Linked DNA regions of Rattus norvegicus: region 2 is linked to region 1. Evidence: chromatin contacts called from public Hi-C data. All regions are on one chromosome and are shown on one strand. The core of a region is the stretch at or near the end of the contact, and the rest is flanking DNA. Distances in the headings are between cores, read along the strand shown. Region 1 overlaps Cdk19 (cyclin-dependent kinase 19). Region 2 has its middle 26 kb from the start of Slc22a16.

Region 1 (3,494 bases), core at 704-3,203:
GAACACAAGCTAAAATGGAAAAGGACTGTAGCACACTCTACCTGCTTCTATTTAAACTACAACTGAAGCCAAGGAATGCGCTCTATTCTCTCAGAGCAGAGAGCTTTTAAAGCTCGTATTGTCTAAATGGTATCCGTGAGAAACTAGTTAAAGAAATGCTACATTAAAGAAGTTAAACTGATAAAGAAATGTAGCACAGCACAGAGTCACTAAAACTACAGAGAATAAGATACATGTGTCTTGCTTATACGGAGCAATCACTAAGAAATAATTGTAGCTTTAAAAGTAAAACTAGGTATATAATCTCTCTGGAATTTTTTAAACTTTATGAAAACTTTGAAAAGGTAGTTGGAAGCCACTTATTTACATAAGCTACTTTCTTGCTAAAGGAAAAGAAAAACAAAGGTTTAAAATTTTCCATAAATGGGCTAGTGAGATGGCTCAGGAGGTGAAGTGCTTGTCGCTAAGCCCGAAGATCTGAGTTCAATCCCTGAGGCCCACACGGTGGGAGGAGGGAACAGACTCCTGAAGGCTGCCCGCTGACCTCTAAACACACCAGCCACAGCACTTCCAAGCCTATTCAACACATAACAGTTGAGTAGATGAAGAAAGTTAAATATTTAAATCTATGTCTTACAGTACTGCTTGGACATAATATAGATATTGTCATGGTGCTTGGAGTTTGACTATCGTACATTTCTGAAATGCCACAAAAACTAACTCAAGAAACAAATTACTGTAATTATGGTTTTGTATCTTATACTGTTCTGCACTTAAAATAATAATTTCTGTGGAAAGCTATTCTAAGGTGCTGGGATCTAGACTACAGCCTACATGACCCATTAGTGAACTGTGAAACCAACTTGCATGAGTTGCAATTAACATCTTTCCCACAAGTAACAGGACTAGGGGAAAAAGGAAATGCCAGTATCCAGCAATGGATCTAAGCATGAAGAAAAAGAAAGTGTGGACAGACATAAACAGCCTTAAAAAACTGAAAACCACTGTTATTAGATATTATGTTGATAGCATCTGAAATAGTGTCCTCAGAAGAAAAATCTTAATAATCTATTACTAGCCTAACCAAGAATTTTTTTAAAGGTATGTGTGTCATGTGAGTGTACATCTTCACAAGCAGTTGTGAGTCAACTCTCCTGGGTGCTGTATCAAACTAAGATCCTCGGCAAGTGGTCCTAACCACTGAACTACCTCGCCAGTGACCATAGTTATCTTTAAGACAATTTTTGGTATGGCTGACTTGAAAAGGATTCTACTTATCAAAGGAATAATGAATAAAAATACCATTCCTGAAAATTCAAAGAGGGAACTCAAACAACTATACAACATTAAGACAAACAATTTCTTATAAATGAACTTATGTACATACGTTGGAATAGCTTCACATTCAAAGCTACAACATTACTGTTGAGATTTTTAAGATTGAAAATTAGCTTTTTGTGTGTATCTATAAAAGAGATCACCAAAATAACAGACTTATTTTTAAATATCAAAGTTTCTGAAAATTCTAGAATATTGGCAAAAAAGCACAATATCCAAATATACATACAAGAGAGATCCAGGATATAGATCTAATATTATTATTTTAGGAACGATCTTGCTATACTGCCCTGGCTACTCTGGAACTACTGTGTTCAAACGATCCTCTTACCTCAGTGTCCTGTACAGGTTGTACTGCCATGTTCTATGGAGTATATTCTAAGCAGTGTTTCTTTGTGTCAAGAGCGTGCTAGTGCTAAGCACAACACCATCCTTTGACAATGACCTGTCTAATCCAAGCAAGCAGTCAGAGAATGACTGGCTCAGACTGGGAGCAGAATTCAGTAAAGGAAACATTGAAGAATGAATAAAACTGCAACACAACAGGGAAGAATGGAGCCAGGCTTTCAGGGAAGAATGGAGCCAGGCTTTCAGGGAAGAATGGAGCCAGGCTTTCTCTCCACTAGCGTGGCAATCAGATCGGGACTCAGTCACAGGGGTAAGCTCACTTGTCTTGGGCTAATGTCTTGGGCAAAGCTCACAGATCTCTCCCTTAGTTTACACGACCTTTCCCTTGTTTAGCCAACCATCTCTTACTTGATTTTTACTTCCCCAATCCTCTTCTTCCCCACACATTTGTAAGGTAGGAAATAATCCTCACATAGACAAGTGTCGGTCAGTGGGTAAACTGCAACTCTTATTCTAGGAGCAAGGTCAGCATGTGTGGGAGTGGGCGTGGCAGTAACAGGAAGGAAGGGATAAAGGTGGCAGCAACAGAACAACAGTATCCAGTGCCTGATTCCAGGACAAATGGTCCCGATGGCAGGAAGTAAATGGGCCTGGTAGGTAAAGTTTAGAGATAAGAGACAACAAGACAACTTGGAATAGGGGGATGACGGCCTTTCCTATCAGGCACACAGACTGAAGTCATCAGGATCTGGAGCTCAGGGACAGGGCTGCACTGGAGGTGAGGAGCCTGGGGTTCACACTGCGGAGAAGGGTGCCAAGTGACAGGAAGAGAATTAAATAGAGAACTCTTTATGAAAATAAATGTTAAAGTGCTCTTTTAAAAGAGACACAAGAGGGCTGGAGAGATGGCTCAGCGGTTAAGAGCACCCACTGCTCTTCCAGAGGTTATGAGTTCAATTCCCAGCAACCACATGGTGGCTCACAACCATCTGTAAAGAGATCCGATGCCCTCTTCTGGTGTATCTGAAGACAACTACAGTGTACTTATATATAATAAATGAATATTGGGGTTGGGGATTTAGCTCAGTGGTAGAGCGCTTGGCCCTGGGTTCAGTCCCCAGCTCCAAAGAAAAGAAAAAAAAAAAAAGAAAAAAAAAGAAATGAATAAATCTTAAAAAAAAAAGAGAGACACAAGAGAAAGAGGACACAAACCCAATGTCTAGAAGAGAAAAAAGGAGGTGCCTCCTTCACACAGGAGAAGGTACTGTTAGAAACAAAGTACCTGTCATAGAATGAGAAGACAGGACCTTAAACCCTAAGAGAAATTCCTACTAGATTCATCAGATTCTATTGGAGGTATTTGGAAACCAAAAAAGAATAGTTTTCATAAGTTCTACAGTCAGTATCATGCCTGTCTCAAACATTGGTGCAGCAAGGGTGTCAGTCCCGTGTGGGAATGTAAATACCTTTAAACTCAACTGCAGGAGAGACAGAGCCAGGATGTACGAAATGATGCTAAGTTGCCTTCAACAGGCAATGGACAGAAGCCAGCAGGCCGTGACTAGAGGTCACCAAGGGCTCGGAGAAGCGCTGCATCTTTTGGCTTTGTTACAACAGGAGAAACATTTTTAAAACAGAAACAGAAAAATATACAGGAAAATTGACATTTACTCAAATTTCACGTATTTCACAGACTGTTCCCTCATTATTTGCTCACTGTACCCCAAATTAACATGTAAAGATTCTAGCTTTTAACAAAATGAATTCTAAAATATTAAGTATCACATAACTATGACAAAATGACCTTC
Region 2 (3,056 bases), core at 267-2,766, 93 kb before region 1:
CGATCTTCCCCTGAATCTTTCTAAGTTACATGCATAAATGTTGTTACTGAGAGAGACCAAGAACAAGCTGAGCAGATGAACGGTTCTCATTTCCTGTATAACTGTTTTCTTCGCAAATATTTGATGCGAGGACCATGACGCTGGCTGATGTGTATCTTGCCACTATGCCTACATGGCCCGGGACATTCTGCATATACGGCCTCCACTCCCACGATTACGCCAGAGCCAAGTCCCTGAAGGATGTCCCACCACGATGCAAGATGCTCTGACACACAGTGTGGTTTTAGTGCACAGCTGCTCTCACAGAGAAGAGAAACGTTCCAAAGTCCAAGAAATGTGCAGTGAGAAAAAAATCGGGACAGAAGGAGGTGAGGTGGAAATCAGTCCCCACGGAGACCTGGGCCTCCTGAAAGGTGTGAGAGCTTACGTTTCGCAACCTCCGGTCTTCCATGTAAAAATCAGTTTAGAATCAAAGAACACTAAATAGCAGAGAGAGAGAGAGAGAGAGAGAGAGAGAGAGAGAGAGAGAGAGAGAGAGAGAGGAGAGAGAGAGAAAGACAGAGTTGAAAAGAAAGTCATTAGCTGTGTCTGAAAATCACCCACAATATGACACAGCGAGGCGAGAAGACAGAAAATGTGAAAGAAGGCTTAAGACCTGGAGCACAACGGGAGCTCTTCTTAATACATGCCCAACCTAGCATCCAGGAAAGAGGAGTGAGATCAGAGAAAAGGCGAGATTTGGACAAAGAAAAAAGATAAATGAGGGGGTTGGGGATTTAGCTCAGTGGTAGAGCGCTTGCCTAGCAAGTGCAAGGTCCTGGGTTCGGTCCCCAGCTCCGAAAAAAAAAAAAAAAAGATAAATGAGTTTCCAGAACTGATGTAGGCCACAGCTGCACGCACATCAGAAACTCCACTGACCGACATTGCCCCATGAACCTGTACGACGGACAGAGACGGTCATTTAAAACTGCAATGTCACCAAACTCAAAAGGAAGACGTTAAGGGAAATAAGAAAAGCAAGATCGATCTCCTGCAAAGAAAACAACTGGATTGTCAGCAGAACCCATTCAGATCCCAGAATCCTGTGTAAGGTGAGCTTCAATGTGAGAAGAGAGAGAGAGAAATGGGTGACACGCACCACGCCCAACCCCTTTTAAGAACGAGTAGAACACAATGAAATTTTTGAAGTAAACATTATGTACGGGCAAGAAAATGAGCGCTCCAAGGTAGTGCGAAGCTTAAGCTTCCTTTGGAACATACTCCAGGGATCTTTTTCTGAGAAAAACAGATTTAATAGGAGGTTAACATTCCCCGAGTTGACAGACAAAGACGGGCTTCTGCGCTCCCGACGCTGGGAACTCAGGAAGCAGCTGAGTGATTGGTGGTTTACAATGTCAGAGAGCAGTAATCACAATGAGCTCCCCACTCTCAATTACTTCCAGCATTGTCTGGCTGGGAGGCTATTCTTGAGAACTGAGATGTTTTTCTAAGCCATATTGTGTAGTTTCCACGTGCTCCGCCTGACTAATGCATTAGTCACAGGTTACAACATGAGAGACTCCATCCTTAACAACCCTGCTTCCCCAGTCCCACGGCCTCCATTCAATTCCCCCCAGCCTGTCTCCCAGACTACTTCTCCCCTTGGCAGAGCGTGAACTGCCTGCTTCTGGAAACCTTTAGCTCTGTCTTCTTTTTTTCCTCTCTCTCTCTCTTTTAATCTCCACATTCTGTCTTATGTAAACATTCACCATAGATCACCCATCCTTTGCTAGACTCCATTGTCTACGGTCAGATAGAGTGTGCCCCCAGCTGCCAAGAGAGCTGAGAGCAGGAGGCGCAAGAGGAAGCATGATGAGGATCTGAGGCAACGGGAGCAAAGAGATCGTAGGCTTTCTGTAGGGTGGGAGAGTGTGGACTAACCCAAGACATGTGGGAGAATGTGGGCTAACCCAAGACCCAAGAATCTGCATCAGCTTGGCAAACGAATGGAGCAGTGTGTGGCTGATGAGAACTGCAAAGGCTCAGGGGACAGTAGCTGCACTGTGGCATCCAGAGCCAGAGAATGTACACAAAGTCATGACAAGAGGTTAGCACGAAGGACAGACTGCACACAGGGCCCGACTGTGCCCAGGTCCCAAAGCAGCAGCATCAAGCCAATGACAGAACTAAAGGCAGAAGAGAAGGTAGACTCCTCCAGCTCACTGTACGCTGTATCTTCTGTCCTTTCTGCTGCTTCTGCGATTCTTGCGTATTTATTCACACAGAGGGGGCTATACTGAAAGCATGATAATCAGAATCAGAAGAACTGTGTACGACATTAACTTAACTTACAGACCACTGACCACGGAAAAGTTCCCTTTTTGACTCCTGACTATTTTATAGCTATAGGGGCTGGGAAAGGTCTTGAAAAGGAGTTTCAAGTTTAGACCACTGATGTCACAATTCTGTATAGTGACCACTGGGGCAAAGACAACATCAACAGGCTGTGCTATGCACAGTGCCCAAGTCCTAAGGCTTTGAGGACCCCAGCCACATTACATCTGATGTGGGAAAGGCACCTGACCCACATATTTACTTCTTTACTTATGTTGTGGTTTTACTGTGTCCCTCTATATGGCCTGGAACCCACTGTGTAGACCAGGCTGACCTTGAGCTTCCAGAGGTCTGCTTGTTTCCATCTCCTGAGTGCTGGGTTTAAAGGTATAGCCCAATACACCTGGCTTATCTTGTATTGGTTTGTCTTGAGACAGGGTCTTCCTGTATTGTTGAGGCTCAAATATCTGGGTTTCTGATTCAGTCCCCAAGTAGCTGGGACAGCAGCATGTGTCACGGTTTCCAGCTCACATTTAAATAGGTTTTAGATATCTTTTTTATTCTTGCAACCGTGTTCTCTGTCAGACTTTCTGCTGTACACAAAGACATGGTGAAATTATATGTAACTATTATATTCGAGTTATTATATATAATTACTAAACTATATATATATATATATATATATATATATATATATATATATCCATATCCAATGAAGAGGCAAAAACCTCAGTAATTTCTAC

The links. Hi-C and Micro-C count contacts between places; a contact is called where the count stands out from the background.
Region 2: a Hi-C map of Schwann cells shows a contact between it and region 1, with 4 times the contacts expected there. The contact joins two enhancer-like sites. A contact is called at or near these places in 3 of 12 Hi-C or Micro-C datasets (the A7r5 cell line, Schwann cells and liver).

What each region holds. Positions count from the first base shown.
Region 1 is chr20:45,406,755-45,410,248 of GRCr8, reverse strand. The region is part of intron 2 of Cdk19 (cyclin-dependent kinase 19); the gene reads right to left. Among named protein-coding and RNA genes, the nearest start is that of Cdk19, 84 kb to the right of the region's middle. Within about 2 kb of position 1,953, at least 14 of the 93 cell types and tissues checked have an H3K27ac peak or open chromatin away from gene starts, as enhancers often do. A contact at or near this core is called in Schwann cells, where this site is marked.
Region 2 is chr20:45,500,186-45,503,241 of GRCr8, reverse strand. No RefSeq gene overlaps it. Among named protein-coding and RNA genes, the nearest start is that of Slc22a16, 26 kb to the left of the region's middle. Within about 2 kb of position 1,516, at least 44 of the 93 cell types and tissues checked have an H3K27ac peak or open chromatin away from gene starts, as enhancers often do. A contact at or near this core is called in Schwann cells, where this site is marked.